2 separate regions of the Mus musculus genome follow, and region 1 is linked to region 2. A link is a contact called in public Hi-C data. All regions are on one chromosome and are shown on one strand. The core of a region is the stretch at or near the end of the contact, and the rest is flanking DNA. Distances in the headings are between cores, read along the strand shown.

Region 1 (6,242 bases), core at 2,904-5,403, 54 kb after region 2:
GGGTATCTTTTAAAAATTAGACATTCTTTGTTAAAGTAGTAAGATAATTTGAGTGTTAAAATATAGATAAATGTTATAAATATAGAACAAAAAGTGTAGTTGAAAAAAATTTTTTTTTTCCACCGGGGTCTCACTGTGCAGCCTTGGCTGGCCTAATGTCCTCAGGCCTGAGCGTTTCTATACTATCTTCACTACAAATCCCTACACTATAGTAGTTAATCAAGAAAGCAGATAAGACTGAACTTTGTAGCCCACCTCCCCCTATACATGACGTGAATTTTCTATGCTTGACAGCCACAGCTGCGACCTTCAGTGCTGTTAACACTTAATGGTCACCTCTGAGAGACTGCCAACTTTTTGAACGCTCTGGTCACATATGTAGAATCATCATTCTCTCAGATTTGTGATAGCATTACTAACAGCTTTGAAACTATGAAAAAAAAATTCCTGAAATTGCAATAAATAGTCAACAGTAAGTAATCTGCCTCTGACCAAGGCAGCAGATTTATTCAGGATGTTTGCTCTAATGCTGACTTTAAAAGGATCCCCAGCCAGGTGTGTGGTGGATGCCTATAGTTATGGCACATGGGAGGATGAGGTGGGGGAATAAATTTAGGTCACCCTGGGCTGCAGATAGGTCCCGGCCCACACAGGCTACATAGTGATACTGTGTCTTTTTTTTTTTTTTTGAGACAGGGTTTCTCTGTATAGCCCTGGCTGACCTGGAACTCACTCTGTAGACCAGACTGGCCTCCAACTCAGAAATCCACCTGCCTCTGCCTCCCAAGTGCTAGGATTAAAGGTGTGGACCACCTTGTATGTATACCCAGGGAGACAAAATACTTTTGGGGAAGGATATTCAACTTAATGCTTGCCACCCAAGCAAAGCAGTAGCACACGCGGCACAGGTGTGCCCATTCCAGATTTCAATACTGAACCTCCACACTGATGCTCTGTGCCTAAACATCCTCATCTACAGATTGCGAAGGAAACATTGTAGCATCTTTCAAGAAGTGAGTGACAGCACCAGCAGACACATAGCAGGAAGAGTTGGCTTTTACACTTGCCTCATATTTAATACTCTCTAGGCTGGACTTTGTTAACTAGATGATGTTTTACCCTTATGGATAGATTGCTACATTATAAGCGATCTCAAGCTTATTTTTGACCTAACCAAACTCCAGAGTAAATCCACCCTATTTTCCTCGTAGAGAATGAATGCACAGTAAAGAGGAAAGCCCACGCAGTCAGGGGAAGAGAGCCACCACGGCCTTCAAGGAGACGTTCTGAAAGATCCCACATAGGAAGTAGAGCTCGGAGGTGTTTTCATCGTGTTTAATAGGCGTTCACAAAGAGGAGGTCGCCGCTGGGCGCCACTGGTCCTCACACACTGAGGATGGCCATTTACTTGCTGATTTCATAAAATTTAACATTTTAGAGGTCATTTTTTTTTCCAAAGTGATTTAAAAATCAGTACATATAATAGCCTCCCAATTTAGCTGAGGTATTTGTAGCTAATCTATATGACAATTGCTCTGAAAATGCATATAAAACTTGTAGGCTACAAAATGAACATCCCAACTAGTAAAAGCACTCTCGGCATTAAAAATAGTGTGTCAAAATGTAGTGTGTTTAACTAGAAAGTGTCACACTTATTTCAACTCTAGTTTTAAAATAACATGGCGTCACTTTAAGAGAAATGCTGTTTTTCCAAAATAGCAGAATTGTTATCTTTCCCCATGGTTTAAAAAATAAGTATTACCATCATGACATCACTAGAAAGAAATGGAAGCATACAAGGAATAAACTATAGTTTCTTTTTATATCAAAATGTACTCTTGAAAATGTGTTTGGCACAGTGCTAAATCATATATAGTTAATACTAAATATTGCAGGATACAATAAAACCCTGGAGTTGTTTACACCCTCTTATGGGAATGAAAATAATAGATACCAATTATTCAGAAGTCAGCCTGTACAAACTGTATAAACAATATTTTATGTTTTGCTTTGAAAACCAATGATATAATAAATTTTACATAAAAGACTGCAAAATAATATAAATGGATTTAAACAGATCTTTACAATAAGAAATTCAAATGGAAACAGACAAGTAACAAAGAGAAGTAAAAAAATTTATTGCAGTATTCGCTCCACCAGAGTGCCTGGGGACCCCTTTTCTTGTACTGTTTTCAGGGTGACCTAATACAACAAAATCTACATTTACAAAAACTCCTTCTGCAGATAGGTCATAGATACTGCATGCTTTTTTTTTTCTCAACAGAATAAATTATATATCCAGGAGAGTCTGCCATTTTACAGCCTGGAGAAACAACGCTTCCCTGGAAACTGGGCTAAGCTAAAGAAAGCCATCCGCTGCTAGGTTCAACTCCAAGAACACTTTATTAAGAACATTAACAGACTAATTTCCAACATTCACTTGTTTATTTTTTAAACAGAAAGTTTTTTTTTCCAAGATATAAACAATTTTGTTAAACTATAATACAGTGGGAGTAAAAACGAACCGAGAGACGTTTCTGCTGCACAACAGCGAAGGGAGCTCCCACAAAAATGTCTGCCCAACATTCCTTCCTTTGTTCCTGCATCCCAGGTTCCACTCTTCAAAAAACTGATTTTTTTTTGCCAGAATGTTGATAATTCAAGTTTTTTTTTTTGCCTTTTTAAAAAAATTCCTGTAAATTTGGCTGCATGTACAAATTCATTAGCTGGAAGTCCCATCCTTGGCGGCATACAGGGATCGTAAAGTCTGAACAACTTTATTAGTCAGCTTATTAGCACTCGTTAGAGCAATTTTTTTGTAAATAATGTCTGACTCTTTAATAGTGTCTACCCAAGGCACCAGTTTGCGGCCATCGCGGCGCTTGGCCTCCGTCCAGGAGCCGCTGTAGGAGCCTGCCATCCACTGGACACTGACGCCACTGCTGGTTCTCTGTACTACTCTTGCAATCTGTGGTCGGTCTTTGTACTTTGGACAGCAAATAGCGATGACATCCATGACGTCAACACTTTCATTCATCTGTGCTGCCAACTCCGTAGAGTCTGAATTTCGTTTTGACCTTCTCAATGACTAAAACATTGGGAGGGGAAAAAAGACCAAGTGTTACACAAAAGAATTTTAGTGAAATTATCGTTTTTATTGCTTGTAATCCCTTGACGCCGGGAGCTGGGATTCCCCGGCACATTCCATTGCCGGCAATGAGACGCACCGTGACCGCCAGCGCCAAGGGGTTAACGTATACTTGTAAAACCATATAGCTTTTAATTTGTACCCGTGTCTTTACTCTTGATATATAAAATTATTATATGTACATATAAACCATAAAGCTACATAAAACTTAGCAACAATAAAAAGGATAGCACACATTAATACAATCCAAAAAATTATTAATCCTTTATGCTGAATAAATCTCATTTCTGGTTTTTTATTATCTTTTATGTTAAACTTTCTACAAAAGGCTGTATAAATGGTTAAGTAGAGAATCTATCTACAAACTGCTTTGTTTTATAAGCATTACATTACTTGGAGTACATTTAATAGACTGACACACATAAGCACATAAAAATCATTTTACGTAATACGCTGGGAAATACGTTGACTCCTCCTCCGCCTCACCCCTGAAGTGCCTCCTCCTCTATCCTCCCCATCACTCTCCTCATCTTCTGTGTCTGCTGCTGTGTTATTTTTAGGGCTGCCTCCTCCAAGCAGCGAGGTAATTGCTTTGTTCCGAGCATTGGTGCTAGCTGACACCTCTCCTTCCTCTTCTTCTTCATCAGGGTCTAGATGTTCCATGAGAAGTTTAAACTAAAACAAGATTGAGAGTTTTCTGTAAATATTTAAACAACACTGCCAGATTTAGATGTTTTCTATGGTGGTGGTTTAGAGTGGGTGAAAGAGACCATGGCTAACTGTGCAAATCAGGGACTGACAAGTCTTTTCTGTACAGAGGCAGAATGACAGGCACTGCGTTTGGGGCTGGTGGGCATATGGTTCCTGCTGCAATTACAGCTCCCCACTGCTGTAGGAAAGCATATAGACTGATCATGGCCATGTCATTACAACTTTACAACAGAGGCTCGATTTGGATCAAGACCCATAGTTTGCTTGGAGGTGTGTCCAAGTCAACAAACATTCAGGAAATAAATATTGACTATTAATTGACAGGCCTTGGACTCAGTACTGGAGTTAAAGGCATGTACTACCACACCCACCCATCCACCATCCAAGCATATATGCAAGAAAAGCTAGGTGCACACATTTCACCCAAGCACCCAGTGTGCAGTGGAATCTCTGTGAGTTCAAGGACAGCCAGGGCTAGACAGAGGGATACTACTGAGAGAGGCGGTGGGATTGGGGGCGGGTGAATACAAGGAAAACCAATTAGTTGCCAGAAAGGAGAGGAAAATGGCCAGGAGGGTAAGGGACCCATGGCTTTAACTTTTAAGGACATAAGCCATTCACTCTGTTAAGCAATCCTCCGTCTTTGGCTGTGCACCGTGGTGGGAACAGTGGGAAAGTTAGCCCAACAGCCAGCCCGGGATGCTCCTGAGTTCGGTACTCACGTCTAAGTACTGCCTTACGATGCTCCTCTTCACATCCTCCGTCAGTTTGGAATTAGCCATGTCACTTCGCAGGAAGTCCAGTGTTTGTTTGGGATGAAAATGAACCCCTGTTTTCCGATTAATGGCTTTATCATACACTTTTGCAGATTCAGATGGAGAATATTTTTGAATTTTACTGTTTTGGAAATATAAAATCAGAATTTCAAAAAAGTTCATGCACATACTTAAACCGATTCTAACTCTTTCTTTCTTAATAATGACTCAAGTTTTAAATCCTACAGATCTCACCCAGTGAGAAGAAAGAAGTCAACATCAACTGAGTGCCCCTTTGCTCTCAGCGATGTCTGTACTGATGGGGACGAGAACAAGGCACCTGGCTCTGAGGAGGGACAGACTGAGAGTCCAGGTTACAGTAAATGCTGTCGTCTTGAAATCAGTGTCTTCCGTCTTTTTATAGACTACAACGATCTTTCTTACAACTGAGTCCAATTAACTGGTGTGCCGGCTAACTTTTGGTTCTTTTCTGTGGGAAGAACTCTGAACATTTATTGGGGCGTGTCTGCAGGTGTGTGTGTCACCTCTGCACGTGCATGGAGGCCAGATGACAGTTCACAGGAATTAGCTCTCTCCTCTCACTGTGGAGGCCTGGAGATTGACCATGGCTTGGTTGCAAGCACCTTTATGCACCTCGTCACCTTACTGGTCTTACTTCCTTGGTTTCACGTTCATTTATTTACTACAATTTTGTTTATGTATGTGCACATGTGGCTGTCAGTTCTCCCTTCCATCATGTTGGGTCTGGGGATGAGTCTCACAGTGTCAGGTTCAGAGGTAAGATCCACTTTATCTACTGAGCTAACTTATCAACCCCTCATTTTGACTCTTTGGATTTTTCATTGTCTATATAATGGCCAGAAAAACTGCTTGTAAACCTGTTTCAGATTTTTAGTGACTCTTAAAATTTTTTCCAACTCCTTACCGATACAATAATACTTTACACTGTTTTAAATTACTCTAAATCAGTTACCAACATTTCACATCCAAATATTTCTCTTAAAACCCTGCACTTGTAAGGCTTGCAGCAGAGCGTAAGAACCCAGCACAGTGCACGCATAGCAAACACAAGGCTCTGGCCCCATCTTCAGCGCTACATTAAAACGGTGGCTGGAGTTTTAGCACTTGTTGAAAACAGTGGGAGGAGCTCTCACTACCACATAAGCTCTCAGTGATAAAAGCTGTTAACTATGCTTCTCTCTCTTCCCCTTTCTGGTGTTAGGGACAGAACCCAGGGTAACCACATGCTACATCAGGATGCTATGCTCAACAGTTATAGCATTAAATGGCCCTTTACATGAAATAAACTGTACTGACTGGTTTTGTGTCAGCTTGGTAAGCTAGAGTCACTGGAAAGAAGAAGGAGCCTAACTGAGAAAACGCCGACATGAGTCTGGCTTGTAGGCAAGGCTGTTAGGCATCTTCTGAGTGACTGACGTGGGAGACCCAGCACTGCAAGCGGAACCACCCCTGCGCTGGGGGTCCTGGGTTCTCTAAGAAAGCAGCCCGAGCAAGTCACGATCAGCAAGCCAGTAAGCAGCACCCTTCTGACTTCTTCAATGTGGACGTACAAGCCAAATACACTTTTTCCTTGCCCAAGTTGCTCT
Region 2 (7,030 bases), core at 3,489-5,988:
CCTAGCATCCATGTCAGGCAGTTCACAAATAACTGTTACTTCAGCTCTAGGGGATCTGATGCAGTCTTCTGCCCTCTGCGGGCATCTATACTTATGCCAGTGCACATACTGACATACACAGATTGTTTTTGTTTGTTGATGCAAACTGCAAGAGGACTTTTATTCCTAGAGCACTCTGGGACTCACAGTTGTACACCATGCAGGGGTAGAGGACTGTGACCCCCCCCAGTAGCTGGGTCAGGGGGTATTTAAAGGAAAAAAAAAAACAAAACACAACTCAAGGGGGTGGGGAGGGCATTGTTGGAAAATACCAAAAATACCAGTTAAGAGTCACAAGGAAGTGGAAAGACAGTTTTCTATAAGCCTCTAACAATAGCACATTTGCATAGCGGGTTCCAGCAAAGGTCAGGGTGGGTCAGGGTGACTTTCTTTGAATGAAAACTCCCTGAACACAGGAAGTAGGTGGGTGGAGGAATGTAGCTATCTGTTTTATGATTAGCATGCCTTGGAGCATTGAGTCACAAAAGTCACATTCTCAAGCCTGGGCCTAAAGGCCTAGAATTGTTTTTATGTCTCACTTTTTCATTCCCCACTTCTACTTGTTAGTAGTTCTAATCTTGGAACTAGACACTATCTTCTCCCTGGCACACTTGATCCTTTAGGGCATGGTACTGTTGTCTGAAAACTAAAAGCTGCACTGTACTAAGTCTTGTTCTCTAACACACATGGACCTATAATTAAAAGCAGAAGCAAAATCAAAAGGGGTCCCATAAGGGTAGAAAGTAGGGTGGTGAAGAGTGCAAGATAAGGGCCTTTCCAAGGTTTTCTGCACGGTGGCATCTAATGTAGACTGAATCTCTAACTTGGAAGCAATGTGAGGCTTGCAGGTCTTCTTCTTTTTTTTTTTTTTTTTTTTTTTTTTAAAGATTTATTTATTTATTATATGTAAGTACATTGTAGCTGTCTTCAGACACACCAGAAGAGGGAGTCAGATCTCGTTACGGATGGTTGTGAGCCACCATGTGGTTGCTGGGATTTGAACTCTGGACCTTCGGAAGAGCAGTCGGGTGCTCTAACCCACTGAGCCATCTCACCAGCCCGCAGGTCTTCTTCTTTTGAGTAGGCCTTCTGGAGCTGCTTCCACACTCACTGTCTCACCCACTCAAGCGCCTTTAGCCTAGAGAACAAAGGCTGGGAAAGCAGCATTGTTAGCACTATGTACAGAGGCTATTTTTGCCAGTGGAGGGGGCCCCCCGTAGAGTAACTTATAGGGGGTCAGCCCAAACTTGACCAGGGGTGTTTCTAACCCTGAAGAGCACAAAGGGTAGGAGAGCTATCCAATCATTAGCGCCAGTCTCTGCTGTGAATTTGGTAAGGGTCTCTTTAATGATCCTATTCATCCTCTCTACCTGTTCTGAGCTTTGGGGCCTGTTCAATTAATCCCCAATATCTTGGCTAGCCCCTGACTTACCTGGGCAACAAAGGCAGATCCATTATCAGACCCGATTACCTTGGGTATCCCAAACCTCAGGAGATTTCTTCTGGGATCTTCTTGGCCATCACATTGGCTGTCTCAGTCCTGGTGGGAAAAGCTTCTACCCAGCCTGAAAAGGTGTCTATAAACACTAATAAGTACTTGTTGCCATATCTAGCTAGCTTAGATTCTGTAAAATCTACCTTTTAGTAGGCCCCAGGCAGGTCACCCCAAGCCTCTTCTCAGGAGTATACATGTAGTGTCTTGTATTAGTCATAGCACAGGCCTTGCAGCTTTTGACTATTTCTTCTGCCAAGTCAGAGAGTCCTATAACATAGGACCTGACCACACCTTTTAATTTCTTGGCCCCCAAGTGGGTCAAGTAATTTAAGTTGGTAACATACTTGTGTCCTTCTTCCCGTGGGAGAACTACTTTTTCCTTCTTCTGTTTTTACTATCCCATACGAGGTTTCCTTTAACAGTCCTAATTTGTCCATAACTTGATAGTCCTCGAGGGTGTATCTAAAGCTGGTCTCTCTGACATCATAATAATCTTTAGGCTCCTTGACTGCCAGGATCATTGCTCCTTGGGCCGCCTGTTTGGCAGTTAGGTCAGCCATCTGATTCCCTTTAGCCACAGCATCTCGAGTTTTCTGGTGTCCTGGACAATGTATAATGGCCACCTTTTTGGCAAGTGTATGGCCTCGAGGAGGATCAAAATTTTCTCTTTATTTTTTATGTCTTTCCCTGAAGATGTCAACAGCCTTCTTTGTCTCTATATTGCTCCGTGCAGTGGCAAAAGCATACCTGCTGTCAGTGTAGATGTTGATAGACTTCCCCTTTGCCATTCGTAGAGCTTGTATCAAAGCCACAAGTTCGGCTTTCTGGGCCAACATCCCTTCAGGGAGGCTGCTGGCCCAGATCACTTGCTTTCTGTCCACCACTGCTGCCCCTGCCTTCTGCTTACCTTCAACCACTAAGTTACTGCCATCCGTGTACTAGCTCGGACTCCCAGGCCAAGGCTGATCCTTCAGATCATTTTGAGTTCCATTTTCTTCTGCAAGAATGTCAGCGCAGTGATGAGTAGGTGAAGGGTCATCAGTCTCGGGCAGTAGGGTAGCGGGATTGAGAAGAGCAGGGGGAGTGAAGGTCACTCATTCAGTCAACAAAGCTCAGATAATGTGTCATTCGAGCGTTGGTCATCCATCGGTCAGGGGGCTATCAGATAATGCTTTCAGGAGCGTGGGGTGCCACTACTGTTATTTGCTGTCCCAGAGTGAGCTTATCCGCATCTTTGACAAGTAGAGCTATGGCAGCAATAGCTTTCAGGCAAGAAAACCACCTGCTGGCAACAGGGTCTAATTTCATCAAAGGCTTTCTGGTGATCTGGGGTCCACACAAATACCTCCCCTTCGTTGGTTAGGGGGTACAACGGGGCAGCTAAGGTTGCAGACCCAAGTATCCAAAGCCTGCAGAAGCCAGCGGTACCCAAGAATTCTCTTACTTGCCTTGGTGTAGTTGGGGTGGGGATCTGAGTTACAGTCTTTTTTTTCTGGCTTCCTTTAGCCACTGCTTCCGGTCTCGAAGGGTGTATCCCAAATAAGTAACTTCAGTCTGACACAGCTGAGCCTTTTTAGCTGAGGCTCGGTACCCCAACTCACCTAATTCTGTTAAGCACATTGGTCTTCTGTTGCCCAGGTTCCCTATCTGTCTAGGTCCTGTCTTTTTTCTTTATCTCCTACCACTTCGGCGAAAATTCTAGTCAAATTTCTCTCTTGTCTACGATCCCTCCTGTTCTCTTTCTTTTCTTCTGCCTCCCACCTCTCTCTTTCTTCTGCCTCCCACCTCCCCCCTCACATAATACACCTTCTCTGCCTCTTTCACTAGATCACGTAACTGTCTACCTCTTGTAATACACCTTCTCTTACCTTAGCGAAATTAGTGGGCCATTTTGAGGTGCCTAGGAGACCAGAGCCTGGCGATAGGATTTCAAGCTCTCCCTACCTTTAGCCATGTTGTAGTCCCAACTGGGGCGAGTCAAAGGGAATCCCATGTCCATCTCATTTTGTAGCTGTGTAGGCTGCCTGTCGGCTCCCGGGATATTTTTTCTAGCCTCTAATAGAATTCTCTCTCGCTCTTTATCTGCAGCAACTGCTGACAATCATCCCAAGTAGGCTGATGAGAGAACATAAGGGACTCCACCAACCCTGTGAGGCGTTGGGGATCCTCTGAGAAAGGAGCAGGGGGTGGTTAGTTTTCCAGTTATAAAGATCAGCAGAGGAAAATGGCCAATACTGAAGGGGTTGAAGGTTGGACGGGTCCACTGGAGTCCATCCGGACTCTGAGCTCTGCAGCTCAGTGTACCTGCAGCGGGTCTGCTTCTCGCCGCCCCAAGTGGGGTGGCAGTTGAGGCTGTGGATAAGAGGGAGGTAGTGGACTAGGCCACTCAGGAGGCTTCTCAGTCTCGGGATAGATTTTGGAGAAGCCCTTGGGTTAGCTGGTGGCTCTGATTCAGGAGAAGCCTTCACTTTTGATTTCTCTTGTAACACCAGAGCACAACCACAATTTTGGGAAGCAAAACCCAATTTTAACACTGTAAACAATCCATTTTCTTTAAAAATCAACACCAAAAACATTACTTGCTACAAAGTTTGGCTGCTTGTTCCTGCACACAAATGCAAGAAGGTGCAGCCCCCAATACCTCAAAGAGACACTGCCCTAAATCCTATCTTTTATAAGTCTGGTTTCTAGGTAAGAATTACATAGAATACTACCCAATTCAGGCGTATCTTTAGAGATCTGTTTCCACGGGTTGTCTCATGCTGCATGTTGTAGTTTTAAATTACTCCAACCCAGAGTTACCAGTTTTAAGCCAACTTTCTGTTACCAATGTTACAAATTTTTATTCATAACCAATACCTTATGAGCCAATAATCTATAACCAAGACATATAAAACATACTTATACCTTTAAAACCATTCAGAAACAAAAATGAAATGGCTGCAGACATTTGCTTATTTAAACCAAACAAAATTCTTAATTTTTTCTAGCTGTAATTTCAAGAGAGGAGCTCCTTGTTACCTGATGAATCCAATAATCACAAGCACAGAGATTTTGTAGGAAAAACAGCCATCAGTTCCCTTACCATAGAACTTGAGAAGCTGCTGGTCCCTTTAAGAGCAGTGTTTACAATCAGCTCCTAGCAGGGCTTCTCCAGCCACACTAGACTTCTCACTACAGGTGTAGGGCTCCAAAGATCAATTGATACTATTTACTTTTTCTTTTTCTCTCTCACCAAATAGTCGGAGAATACTGCTTTTCTCAAACCCCTTCTCTCATGTGTAAACTATCTCTAGTCAGGGTACAAAGTACAAATTACCTTCGCTTCTCTAGATTTTCACATAGCTCTAAACACATACACAAAAACACACAAAACAGAAACCAACAGATCCAGACACACATGACCCTTTCGTGTCCTCCACAAGCAGGCAAAAGAATTAGACGACTTCAGAGGGGGACGCTACCACTTCAACAACAGAACTCAGTCCATCTGACCAATCTCCAGAGACTACCATGCGTTCCTGGCTCTTCCCACTTCCCAGGGCATCCCCCAGGGTGGCAGCCTGTGGTCCTCCTAGCATGTCTGCCAACCATAGTCCTCCAGTCCTTACGGCCTGAGAGGACAGCTGCAAATACAAAGTACTCGTTTCAGAAAACCCCATCGTCTACAAACAATGTCGTCCACTTCCACTGGGACAACCAAAACCAGAGAAACCAAACTCAGGCAGATCCAAACTCAGGCTGATCAGAATAAACTCAGGCGGATCAGAATCTAAAACTCAGGCAGATCCAAACTCAGGCTGCGCCATGCTTCAGAAACAAAGGATGAGACACAGACAAACAACCCAACACAACAAGCGCACATTCCTTTCAGAAAACAGAGACACCAGCCAACACGCACACATTCCAGAGGGGATCCCCATACCTCCAAGTGGGTTCTCGGGTGTGAGGTGTGGCCGTGTTTCCCAGCCAATGCACCAAATGAAAGACCCACAATGTGAGGACTCCCCCACGTTCTGACTCAGGAGAGGTGACACCTCAAATCACTCATGAGAAACAGTCTTGATGCAAACTGCAAGAGGGCTTTTATTCCAAGAGCGCTCTGGGACCCACAGTTGTACACCATGCAGGGGTAGAGGACAGTGGGCCCACAGATTGTTTTTTATATTGATTATCTCATTTATTCATGATGAAACATATCCATCCAATTTTTTTATTACTTTTTTTTTTTTGCTTGTTTGTTTTCGAGATAGGGTTTCTCTGTGTAGCCTTGGCTCTCCTGAAACTCACTTTGTAGACCAGGCTGGCCTCGAAATCAGAAATCCACCCTCTTCTGCCTCCCAAGTGCTGAGATGAAAGGCGTGCGCCACCACTGCCTGGCTACTTTTATTTATTTATTTATTTATTTATTTATTATTTACATTTCAAAAAAGATTTTCCTTTATTTAAACACATTTACAGCATGCAGGTTAACTTAAAATTATATGTCGTTTTCCCAAACCAACTATGTTTAAATGTAACCCTAAACACTGAAAATAAAACAACATATTCCACAGGTAGACTTAGACTCTCTTCTGTTACCTCAAATCAAACTGAGAATTGCAAATAAATTTAGTTATGCATAGTATTTAGTTTCCTTAAATTAGGCAAATAATTTAATTGATCACCATGAATAAATACTATTCTTATTTCATTGAGTTTCTCTTCTGAACCAATTGCCAATACTACTCAGAGGAACATTAATATATCCAGTCACAAAAAAAAACCCACTGCAAATTAAAATATTTTCAATATTTTAGGTGATTAAAAATGTCCATTTTGTGTGAATGCTATATTTAATGGCCTATCATTGCAAAAAAGAGTTCAGTTCACTGAATAGAAATTTGTGAAATTCTTAGTATACTTTATGAAAGTTTTACAATCCAGTCATCACCCCCCCTCCTGGTCCACCCTCTGACAATTCCTCATCCCATCCCTCCCCCTCATCTCCAAGAGGATGTCCCCATGCCCACCCCCACCCCACCAGACCTCCCCACTCCCTTGGAGCCTCAGGTCTCTGGAGGGTTAGGTGCATCTTCTCTGACTGAGGTCAGACCAGGCAGTCTTCTGCTCTATATGTGTCGGGGGTCTTGTACCAGCTAGTAACATACACATAATTTTTTAAAAACTACATCTTTAAAAAGTTTGCTAAGGTATTTATACTTTCTCATTAAGACAGTGATTTAAAAGGAATTTAAAATTATGTGATATTAGATATTTACCTTGAGTTATTCTCCTAGGGAAGATTCGAAATAGGGGAGGGAGGATAGGAGGAGAGAGGAGGGAGAGAGGCTGTTACTGGGATGTAGAGTGAATAAATTAATTAACGAAAAGGAAATGGCATTTATAATAACTTGAGCTTGAAATTTAAATGAAACATAGAGGTTTTTTTTGTTGTTGAAAACTAACGTGTTACAGATTTCAAGTAGGTACAAATAATGTTGTGAATTAGACCCC

The links. Hi-C and Micro-C count contacts between places; a contact is called where the count stands out from the background.
Region 1: a Hi-C map of liver shows a contact between it and region 2, with 1.8 times the contacts expected there. The contact joins two enhancer-like sites. A contact is called at or near these places in 4 of 39 promoter capture datasets (the C10 cell line, embryonic stem cells, hippocampal neurons and 1 more), 8 of 484 Hi-C or Micro-C datasets (Sertoli cells, cerebellum, cortical neurons and 3 more), 1 of 115 datasets of contacts at active chromatin or transcription factors (embryonic stem cells) and 3 of 9 other capture datasets (adipose tissue, embryonic stem cells and pancreatic islet).

Annotation. Positions count from the first base shown.
Region 1 is chr15:8,288,503-8,294,744 of GRCm38.p6, forward strand. Nipbl (NIPBL cohesin loading factor) reads right to left here. Exons shown (of 47, transcript NM_027707.3): 45 at 4,582-4,756; 46 at 3,635-3,823; 47 at 1,322-3,088. The coding sequence ends at 2,723. Among named protein-coding and RNA genes, the nearest start is that of Gm52208, 12 kb to the left of the region's middle. Within about 2 kb of position 4,154, at least 7 of the 459 cell types and tissues checked have an H3K27ac peak or open chromatin away from gene starts, as enhancers often do. A contact at or near this core is called in liver, where this site is marked.
Region 2 is chr15:8,233,968-8,240,997 of GRCm38.p6, forward strand. The region is part of intron 38 of Cplane1 (ciliogenesis and planar polarity effector 1); the gene reads left to right. Among named protein-coding and RNA genes, the nearest start is that of Gm41265, 14 kb to the left of the region's middle. Within about 2 kb of position 4,739, at least 2 of the 459 cell types and tissues checked have an H3K27ac peak or open chromatin away from gene starts, as enhancers often do. A contact at or near this core is called in liver, where this site is marked.